2 separate regions of the Macaca mulatta genome follow, and region 2 is linked to region 1. A link is a contact called in public Micro-C data. All regions are on one chromosome and are shown on one strand. The core of a region is the stretch at or near the end of the contact, and the rest is flanking DNA. Distances in the headings are between cores, read along the strand shown.

The links. Hi-C and Micro-C count contacts between places; a contact is called where the count stands out from the background.
Region 2: a contact with region 1 is called in a Micro-C map of CD4 T cells, with 16 times the contacts expected there. The contact joins the promoter of SCAMP1 here to the promoter of AP3B1 in region 1. A contact is called at or near these places in 7 of 14 Hi-C or Micro-C datasets (CD4 T cells, blood, cortical neurons and 4 more).

The regions. Positions count from the first base shown.
Region 1 is chr6:84,653,935-84,659,525 of T2T-MMU8v2.0, forward strand. It overlaps AP3B1 (adaptor related protein complex 3 subunit beta 1), which reads right to left and starts at 1,438. Exons shown (of 28, transcript XM_028849535.2): 1 at 1,192-1,438. The coding sequence starts at 1,319.
Region 2 is chr6:84,742,548-84,748,665 of T2T-MMU8v2.0, forward strand. SCAMP1 (secretory carrier membrane protein 1) reads left to right here and starts at 2,950. Exons shown (of 9, transcript XM_078004923.1): 1 at 2,950-3,061.

The sequences.
Region 1 (5,591 bases), core at 188-2,687:
AAACATTTTGCTTACAGTAAAGGCAACAAGCTCCGTACTTGCTCTAGAACAATGGATCACCAAATGCATATAATGAAAAATTATATGAAATGAAAATGAAAAGTTACCTTACTTTTAAACTTTTCTAACCTGGGAAAAAGGAAACGAAAATATTGTATCGTACGTACTATCTATATGATTTTGATCCTCAATACAGCCAAAATGTAATCCCAATTTCAAGTAGTAGCACTTTCTAGACTACCCAATATTGTTAGTAACGTTTAATTTAAATTTTAATTATACCCTCTAACATATCTGCAAAGCTACCAGCACAGCTATTCTACCTTAATTTAGCATGAATTTAGCGACAGACTATTATGTGACCATATTGCTTAGTAATGAAAGATTTAAAATAAGAGAAACGTAAAAATGATAATTGTGGTAAATTTAACCACTACCACCACCCCAATACCACCATCCCACCCCCCAAACAAACAACTTGGGATTTCTTTCCATTTCTCGGTGATACTTTTTACAAAACTAAGTGTATCTTAACATTCGTTTTTAAACTTCACATTATTAATTTGTAAAAGTTTAGGATTTGTTCATAGTAACACTCTTAAAATATTTTCTATTCATATGCTTATTTTGGATTGGTGTTTTTGTCTGTAGTGCAAAGGATATAATCCAAGAACACTGATACTGGTATAAACCAATTTGTCCATTCAAACAGCCTAAACCCACCTCTCTCCTCCTACACTCCGGGGTCACAAAATAACTTCCCACAAGCAACACTCGCACTCTCACCTTGACCAAAACACTCGTTTCACCCTAATCAGGGAATGTATCAAAGTCTGATCCGGCGAACGATAAATAAACTTAGAAGACTATGCTCAAAATTCAGATTCCCGAGCCCAGACCAAGTCCAATTCAATCAGTGTCTTCAGGGGTGGGATCTAAGCTCACCAAGCGGTTTCCTTTTCACTAAAGTTTGAAAACTACTAGAGACCCCTACACACACACGCCCCAAACTCCCCCAACTCCCACCACCGCCAACCAACCCCACCCACCCACCCGTGGGACACGTTACCGCCCAGGTCTGCTCAGATCTCAGGGCGACCCCGCTCCACTCCAGGGAGCCCACCCGGCGCCCACTCCTCCGAGTCCCCAGCTCCTCCCTCCCATCCCCGTACCCCAAACCTTTCTCCTCACTTCTTCAAATCGCTGCTAAAGAGGCCGAAGGCCCCCGAGGGGGAAATGGTTGAGGTCGCCTCCTGACCCAGCTCCGTCGCCTCCCCTCCTCCGGACTGCTCATTGTAAGAAAAACTGTTGCTGGACATTGCCGCGGTGCTGGCGGGTGCGGGGTTGGTCCTGCCGGGGGTTCTCTCCGAAAGGTTCCAGTCCAGAGGGCACCGAACAAAACTAGTTCGCGTACCGAGGAGCGCGCGCAGGCGCTTCCGGACTCGTCACCGCTCCCTGAGCCGACCTAGCAGTCCACCCCCTGCGCATGCGCAGTGTGCGGGAAGGCAGGATACCACCCGGGCCGTCCAGGCCTGCGCGGATTTCCCTGCTCCGGGCTTTAGAGGTAGCTGAGCGGCTGCGAGCCTGGCTGCGGAAAGGGAGGCAGCGGGTGGCGAACTGCCAGGCTCCCGGCCCGTGAGGGGTGTCATTGGAGAAGGATACCCATTGCATCCATTTTGATCCCTTAAGGGGTTTCCAGACCCAGGGCAGCTCTTTAGTATACTTTTGTAAAGCAGTAGTTTTCGGATTTCTCCGGAAACGCCATTTAGCACGCCAGATCACCTTTCCTAAACCCATCGCGATCACTTTGCTTGTTTCGGCTACTCTCCTCTTTCCGGCTTTGCCTTACTTTCATATCCACCCGAAACAACTTTTCTCCCAGACTTTAAGGAGGCCTCTCCCAACGATGGTTTGGAGGAGCCGCACAGAAGCGACCATTCCATCCTTGCAACGAAAATCTTGGAGGCAGACCGGCGCGGTGGCTCACGCCAGTAGGGCACTTCGGGAAGCCGAGGCGGGCGGATCACTTGAGGCCAAGAGTTCGAGACCAGCCTTGGCAACATAGCGAGACCCTGTCTCTGCAAAAAATATAAAAATTAGCCGGCGTGGTGGCTCGCGCCTGTGGTCCCAGCTACTGAGCCTGAGGTGGGAGGTTCACTCAAACCCAGGAGGAGGGGGTAGCGATGAGTTGAGATCGCGCCTTTGCACTCCAGCCTGGGCGACAGAGCGAGACCCTGTCTCAAAAAAATTAAAAAGAACAGAAAACATCTTGGGACCACCAGTTCCAGTTTAGAGCTGAAGTGGTGCGTCCTACTGGCGTCTAGCTACCAAAAATAAAATGGACCACCTTGCGCGCCAGGCGCAGCTGTCATCTGACACTTCTGTGTCCTGTCGCCGTCGTGTCACTCACTAATATGCACTAGGGAGCCTAGGCGGGATGCTTGCCTGGCCCCGGAGTAGCTCTCTCCGGGTGCTGGCACCCGAGAAAACCTCTTTCCAGGAGTGACTTCCCCCAGCCCGCCTTCTCGGTTGGGTTTCAGAGCCTTCCCTCTCTTCTCTCCAGTGCCTCCCGTCCAGGTAGGCGTTAACTCCCAAAGCCTTGGCGGCCAGGTACTGAAACTGTCAAGGGATTCTACCAGGTAGAACGCGAACGTGGAGACCGGCAGCCTCTGGGAAGGCGGTGGGGCGTTTTCAAGGATCAAAGTATGATCTCCAAGTTTCAAAAGGTCAGACTGTCACTGTGGAAGCACGCACGAGCGTGGCTCTGGGTGGGAGAAGAAGGAATGTCCTCCAAACTTCATCGTCTGGTTAAATATTGGCAGGTTTTTAATTCGACTGTTAGAATACTGCTCCGGAGATCCAATGATGATCACCTAAAATGTGTTTGTCAATATTAATGATGTTAATTAATAACATTTCATCTACAACTGACTATTGATAATGAAGATGGGGATGATCATAGATAACTATATATTATTATATAATCCTTAATATATACCACAAACTATTCTAAGTAATTTTATATATATTAATAGTAAAAAGAGTTAGGCTTTGGTTACTTTATTTGTAAAAGGAGAACATTGATATACACATAGCCTGGAAAATACCTGACACATACCTGATTATAGAATTTCTTGGTTTTAGAGTTTGTGCACTTTTACCAGATATCCTAAATTTTTTGCCAGCATAATTTTAGCAGTGTGTAATCTTCTTTCTTCACATTCTCACAAACGTTTAGCTTTCTAAAAATGTTTTATTGTCATCAATATGATATGAAGGAATATTATTTGTATGGTAATTAATTTTCATTTTCATGGTCATAATGAACTTGAGAATATTTTATGTGGTTACTCCATTTGCATTTTATTTCCTGGGAATTGCATATGAACCTATTTATCCACTTTTACACTGAGTAGTTTTTCTGATGGACTTGAAGAGTTCTTTGTCCTTGAGTCTGTTATTTTTAATTAACTGCTTGATTTTACTTTGTAATATTTTTATTTTTTCACACAGACTCAGGTAGGAGACTGACCTACAATATTGGGGTTTTGGGTTTTGGGGGTTTGTTTTTTGGGGTTTTGTTTTGTTTTTACATTGTCCTTGAATGGTGTGGATATTAAGAATATCTATTCTTCAAAAAACAGGTATAGGTAACTTTTTCTCTGGAATATTACGTATAAGATACAGAGCATATATTCCTGGATGAAATAGATAAAACTTTCTTTTTATCACTAAAAAAAAAAAAAAAAAAAAAAATGAGAGCATTGACAAGAAGGGACTTGAGGCCCTTACTGCCTTAAAATTCTAAGACTGTATATTCTTACAGAAAGATAAAAAATAATAACTCCATGGGCTGTGGTCTAGCATTCCCATATCTCTAGAATTGAAAAATCTTTTATATAGCCATGAAGCTTTCTGACAGAGGAAAAAAATCACACTTCCAACCAGAAGAAACATTAACAGAACTAGAAGATTACTCTCTGACACCTGTTACCAAGCCAAACCAGATTTTCTGTTTCCTTCCAGCATATGTAGTGTCTTGTATTACTGCCAAATAAGTTGGATATTTTTTTTCAAAAACTATTTTCCCCCTAATACTTAACAAAACCTTTATCAAATTTTCTGTTTCCGTTTCTGTTCATCTAACCTTCATGATATAGGTGTTAAATGTGGTGTATATATTTTCAAGCTTTTTTCTCTAAGCGTAGAAAAATAAATGATAGATGTGCATATTTCTCCAAATACCAGTTAAAACCATAATATCATTCTGCATGTTACTACATCTCACTGTTTTAAAGATCTACATAGTATTTCCTTTCATAGGTGCATCTTTATTTATTTAACCAATAGCCTGCTGATACACATGTAAATTGTTTCCAATTTTGGACTATTATAACAACTTTGTCAATGCATGTCTTTGCACCATGCCACCACTATTCCCATTAGTTAAGATTCCAAAAGTCCAATAGCTAGAACAAATGATATGCGCAATTGAAATTTTAGTAGATATAGCCAAATTTCTAACCTGAAAAGAGAATACCAACACTTTCACCAATATTTTTCCGTTTCAACACACCCTTTCCAGCAATGTATATTATAAATCTTTTTAATGTTTGCTAATCTGATTGGTAATAATAATAAAATCTTTACTGTCATTTACACTTGCATCTCATTTATTCTAAGTAGAGACAGTAAAATTTATAGTCCAAATAGGAAGTTTTCTTTTTGTTTCTTTTTGTTTGTTTGTTTGTTTGAGACAAGTTTTGCTCTTGTTGTCCAGGCTGGAGTATCATGGCGTGATCTCAGCTCACTGAAACCTCCGTCTCCTGGGATCAAGTGATTCCCCTGCCTTGGTCTCCCAAGTAGCTGGGATTACAGGCATGCGCTACCATGCCCAGCTAATTTTATACTTTTAGTAGAGATGGAGTTTCACCATGTTATTCAGTCTGGTCTCGAACTTCTGACCTCAAGTGATCCACCCTCCTCAGCCTCCCAAAGTGCTGGGATTACAGACGTAAGCCACCACACCCAGCCCCAAATAGGAAGTTTTCGAGACAAAAAGTGATACTAGTCATAATTTGACTGGACAAATACATGTAAACCAGGACTCTGCCAGGGAAATAGGTATATATGGTTACCGTAAATATAACAGATTTAAAGCACACATCAAATGGCTATTTGAATTTTTCTTCTATTAATTTTGCACATTTGTCACTTGCTTATTTTTAAGTGGATCTTTTATCTTATTGATTTGCAGGCATACTTTATAGATACTGAATGTTAACATTTTCTCATTATTATCTAGAATGTGTTACAAAAATCAATTCAAGGCCGGGCACCATGGCTCACACCTGTAATCCCAGCACTTTGGGAGGCCAAGGTGGGTGGATCACTTGAGGTCGGGAGTTCAAGACCAGCCTGGTCAACATGGTGAAACTCCATCTCTACTAAAAATACAAAAATTAGCCTGGTGTAGTGGTACATGCCTGTAATCCCAGCTACTGGGGAGGCTGAGGCAGGAGAATTGCTCGAACCTGGGAGGCGGAGGTTGCAGTGAGCCGAGATGGTGCCATTGCACTCCAGCCTGGGCA
Region 2 (6,118 bases), core at 1,700-4,199, 90 kb after region 1:
CCAGGTGTGGTAGTGCATGCCTGTAATCCCAACTATTCGGGAGGCTGAGGCAGGAGAATTGCTTAAACCAGGGAGGTGGAGGTTGTAGTGAGCCAAGATTGTGCTACAGCACTCCAGCCTGGGTGACAGAGTAAGACTTGGTCTAAAAAAAAAAAAAAAATCACCTGAGATCCTTTACATATGCTGATTTTTGCAGTTGTGAAGAATAATGAATTAGATGTATGGTTTCCATTAGGCCATGCTTCCCTTTTCACTCTATGGGCATGCTACACATAAAAAGTGGTAATATTTTTATGCGTATGTGGCATACTAGGGGAAGAAACCTTAAGATTGTTTGTCTGCCAATGCACATCTTGCTGAGAAACTCTGCCATAAGTATTGAGAAAAACAGCTGCAGAAAAATATGCATCTCTCACTTTTTCAAGACAATGCCAAAGCTCAGTATTAGAGTGCATGCATATCTGCATGGATATGTATTATGTTTTTATACAATTACATGTTATTTTATGTAAGTATAGATATACACTATTATAAGAATATTTAAAGAAATGTACTAGGTTGTTAATGTAGGGGAAGAGAAGAGGGAATACAAGGAATAAAAAAATTTTTAAGTGAAAAATTCAATATGTATGTCATGACTCCATTTATACATTTATGTAAAATAATGTATAGAGATGTAAAAAATAAAAAATGCAGATCCAGAGCCCCTATCTCAGATCCTTTCAAGCAGAATCTTAGGAGGTATGGTGAGGTAGATGTCTGCATCTTCAACAGGTATTCCAAATTATTCTATAACAGTAAAGTCTGCAAACCTTTGCGTTAGGTGCAAATATCATTAGCTGTAAACACAACATAGTTGGAAATTTCCATTCTGCAATGCAGGCTCAGTTGATCCTCATTGTCTTGGAACATAGTAGATGCATAAAAAATAGTGCTGATTATTTTGAGTCATTTGGAGGACAGGTGGAGGGAGTGAGGGCAAAAGTGGTGAGAGGAGCAGATGAGCTGGGCAAGGACATCCTTGCTTGGGAGAAAAGTGGCAAAGCGTGTAAGAACATACTGAGCCTCCTTGCCACTTTTGACATTCAACCAATATTTCTTAGGCACTACGTATATATGCAGGACACTTTTCTGTATCTTGTTTATGTTAATTCTTAAATAATCCTTTACAGACTCAGAGAGGTGAAAAGAATAGCACAGGTAGTATCAGAATTGGGATTAAAACCTGACACATACACTGAGCAGCAAGTTAAAACCGGGCACTGGGCAGCTGAGGATGCGATGATGAGTACAATAGACTGCTTGCACTTTTTGATATCTAGAATCTTACAACTCTGCTGTGATCCTCCTTGTCTGCTGTCATTTACTAGTTGACATCTTCGTTGACTACCTAGAAGCAGCTGCTTCGACATCTATTCCAACCTAGATCCCGTCAAAGGGAGATTACAACAAATGTGCTTTTTGTCTGTCATCTCTAGCTAGTGTTTCACAGTGGGGGAAGTATCATTTCCTAGGTGACTTTGCATAGAGCAAGCTCCCCAAAGGCCAAGGAATACTCAATCTAGATTCTTCCAACCCTCCGGTACCCACCAAGTCAAAAGAATTCTGGCTTCCTGTAGCTTCATCTAAGTGCTTTTCTGTTAGGGCAGAAGGAAAAGTGAGGAAAGCGATGCTCTTTCAATAAGTTTGGTGGTGGGGCGGGGTGGGGGGAAGGAATGGTACTGATTTTTTTTTTTGAGACGGAGTCTCGCTCTGTCTTCCAGGCTGGAATGCAGTGGCCCGATCTCGGCTCACTACAACCTCCGCCTCCCGGGTTCAAGCGATTCTCCTGCCTCAGCCTCCTGAGTAGCTGGGACTACGGGCGTCCGCCACCACCCCCGGATAATTTTTGTATTTTTAGTAGAGACGGGGTTTCATCATATTGGCCAGGCTGGTCTCGAACTCCTGACCTTGTGATCCGCCCGCCTCGGCCTCCCAAAGTGTTGGGATTACAGGCGTCAGCCACCGCGCCCGGCCAGTACAAATTAATTTCTTAACACATCTTTTGATCATCTCGTCCTTGGTGTTGGAAAAGACTAGGGAAAATCCAAAAGTGTCTATTTGGTGCCCAAATGCTAGAGTTAATACTCGAGGGCCTTGATCTCTGGCCTCTTACCATCCCTCTCCCATTATTTCTGAAGAAGTAGCCATTTTGCAGATTCCGGAGGATGGCAGCCAGGGCCGGCCCTTCGGACTGAATCTCATCTCATTCTCCAGGCTCCTTGGATCAAGCTGGGACCGGCAGCGCCAAGGCTGCTCTCCGTGATTTAGCAGCAACTTAGAGTCAGAGAGACCGGAAGATGGGAGGCCGGGATTCTCAGGTGGGGTCACGAGTGCTCAAAAACCCGTAGCAGCGGCCGCGTCCCCGCCCCGGGGAGGTGATCTGCGGCTGGCGGTGCAGTGGCCTCTCCAGTGTCCGCGTCCGATGGTCTAACGGCACTGCTCCCGGGGTGCGCGACCCGCGACTCGGGCTGCCTCCCCCAACCTGGCAAGTGTGCGTCCTTCCCACAAAATGCCACCACTTCCCTAAGTCACGCTGGGCCCCGGGGAGCTGATTTGAAATTGGTCTTCAGAAGACCGAGCAGGGCCGGACGCAGCCGGCCTCCGGCTGAGAGCGGAGGGGAAGCGTCCCATACTCTCCGAGAATCCCGCGGGCTAGTGGCGTGTGGGACGCTTTTCATCCGCTCTCAGTTCCCGGTTCCTACGTCCCAACTCCCTACTCGGTCGCAGCCAAAGCCCGGAGCGTGCGATCCGGACCTGGAGGAACCGGACGGCGAACGCGAGCGGCGCCGCGGCCGGGAGCCTGCCGCACCGGGCATGCTCAGTGGCGCGGCCGGCTGGGTGGCCCGCGAGCTGCACCCGGATCTGCTCGGCGGCGGCGACGTGAGCGCGCAGGGGGGCGGCGGCCTCGCCTCGTCTCTCTCTCAGCGCCTGGGTCGGGTGGGTGACGCCGAGAGCCAGAGAGATGTCGGATTTCGATAGTAACCCGTTTGCCGACCCGGATCTCAACAATCCCTTCAAGGTGAGCTTCGGCCCCAGCATCTCCTGCCGCCGCGACGCGTCGTTGTTTGTGAAAACGGACGAGTTCCGTCTCGCCCACTGCGCCTGCCCCTCGGCTCCCCTTGGCAGCCCAGAGAGGGGCGCGGGGCCGCAGTACCCCATTTGGCCCGCGGCCCCGCGTCACTCGTTTGGGTTTTGGGCTTTGGAGGTGGAACCTCCTCAGCTCGTGCCCGGCCGCCCTTCCACACGTCCCCGACTGGTGAGGGTCGTGCCTGCAGCCGGGACTGGGCCCGCGCGCCTGGAGGGGTCCTGGTCCGCCTCTCAGGAGCGGGGAGAGTGAGAGCCAAGGGCAGGTGGAGTCGCCCCTTGCCAGGCAAGTGTCGCTGGCAGGGCCGGGAGGCGGCGGAGGGGGGCCCGCCCTGGGGTGGGGTTGTCATGGGGACCCGAGGTGGCGGCGGCGGAGAGCTGCGTGGGGTGATGGCAGAGGTGTGGAGGAGGAGAAAGGTGAGGGCACCGAGTATACTGCAATTAAAAAAAAAAAAAAAGGTTGTGTTTTCATTTTTTAAACTTGTGTTGCACCCAAATACCACCAGTGGCGCTGCCATCCCCCCTCTCCTCGTTAGGCTGAGGTTGAGGATATTGATACCAAAGCAGAAGTTAAAAATAAATAAACATATCTGGAAAACAATAGTGCACGTGGACGACCTCTTCCCTACCCAGCTGCTTCTAGCAAGGTAAACGATGGGTTATTTTCCAAGCACCTAGTGCGTCACCGGTTCTCTGGGCCATATGAGGATACCATTTCCCACTTGAGCTGCTTTTCTTCTTGGAGTCGACCTTATCAACCCCAGCTTCGGAAGGGCTTGGCACAGAATCCTGCAAAGGAAGGCGGCTGAGATGTTCGTCGCCTGCGTTTAAATGAATGCAACATCTAAATAACTCTCTTTGAAAGTATCCTGGATTTCCTAATGAGTGTAACTGTTAGCACGTGTAATTTGTTTCCAACTGTTGGTTGAAGTTGTTTCTCAATCCCCCCCCGGCCGTGTGCAATAGTAACTTTAATTTGCAATCACACAGAATAAAACTAACTCTCAATTTGTGGTCACACAGGTGTCACTTCTGGCTTGTTGAGTTTACATCTTTTTACTCCTGATTTTATCTTTCATTAAGAATCCTGGAAGAGGAAAAATATTTCTGCTCTGATTGTTAAATGCCTGATAATTCCAAGGAGGATTATTTTAATGAAATGATCCTGATTATTATTGACAACTCCACTCACTTTGTAGCAGTGTAGAATTAGACTCAGTCACTGTTTCATTGTCCCTAATGCCACTTAAGAAAATTCAGTACAACTGTCCTGTACCTTTCAGTGACATGGTTGCATTTTAAGACTTTTTTTTTCCCCTGGCAGTTTTGTTTCAATTAGTATTGGACTTGCTTCCATGTTGTGGAAAATCGGGTTATTCTTAAATGGTAGACTTTTTAAAGAGACCGTTCATAAATTGTTAAATGGGTGTTATTTTAAAATATTTTGAAGATAAAACATCAAGAACCTTTTAGCCTTTCTTAATTCAGATAATTCATTGACACTGTTTATTCAGCATCTGACGATTTGGCAGTGTATTTTCTACTTGGTCATTCCATTTCATGGTTCATTTCATATTAACTGGCTTTCTTGTTAGGGCAAGACATTGTCTTCATCTTAGCCCAGACTGTCCTTTTGTGACATCTATTATTGCCATGACACTTTTCCTCTTGTGACATTCATAAAGTTGCTGTAGTAATTCTAAACCTAGGAGTTGTTTTAAATATTCATTGTGGCATAACATTATAAATCTTTATAAGTGGATGGACTCAGGACAATGATTATTCAAGTTTGAAAAATGCTTCAGGGACATCATTTAGGTCTAAGGGAGACTTGGTTGTACACACATTTCTGCTTATGATCTTTCTCTGATTTTGGTGACTGTTACAGCACTGTCAGTGTGTCTGACCCTTTATTTTTCCATTTCCATTTATATTCACCTGCCCCTCCTCCTCTCAAAAGTATAGTTTAATATCTATATTTTGTCTTTTTACTTTTTCTTATATTTATGTAAAAGTGATTTTTGAAATAACATTTCCGATACTCTACTTAAATCTGAAATGTTCCCAGACTCATTTGTGTTACTTTATGATCAGCCTCCCTAGTAGCTGGGATTACAGGTGCCTGCCACCACGCCTGGCTAACTTTTTGTATTTTTATAAGAGTTGGGGTTTCACTGTGTTGGCCAGGCTGATCTTGAACTCCTGACCTTGTGATCTGCCCACCTCGGCCTCCCAAAGTATTGGGATTACAGGCGTGAGCCACCGTGCCTGGCCGATCATTTTTCAAAATTATTTTCAGTATTTGAAGATAAAGCTCTTATTTTCAAGTATATGATATTTCTCATTTGGGAACTATGCTGATTTCTTTTTCATTAAATCCTATTTGGTTTCCATTGCCTTTTTCATTTTTTAACATTTCTTTTCCTTCACTTTTATGTTAGGAATACTTTTGCAAGCATCTTTGTTTGAGCCATATCATGAAAGTAGTTTGAGTCTGTTTTCCTTATATAATATAACCATAGTGGTTTACTTGATTTATTGGTTGTTGTAAGGTTATTTGCTGGACTCAATTCTTTTTTTTTTTTTTTTTTTGGTTGAGCCCCTGCTTTATATTCTAGTGGTTGTGCTAGGCTCAGTGAATGGTTTTATGAAATTTGAATGGTTTTCATTACACATCAAGAAACTTGGAATAACTGGAAATCTTAGTGGTCCAAAATAAAACAGATGATTAAGTATGTAGAAGTTTCTGAAGATCCACTCTTGAGCTGTTAAAATGGGGTTTTAAAGCTAGAGAGGGAAAAATATTTTCTATATAGTCAACATGTAATTATGGAAGAATTGCTGTATGTCCTTTGTTTTCTGTTGAGTTTATTTATTCATTCAACAAATACTGAAGAAATATCTCTGTCCTTATGGCTATTAGTCTAACAGTGAGACAAATATGCTTGGAAAATGAATAAAAGGGGAGAGTTTAATAACCAGGAGAGGTCAG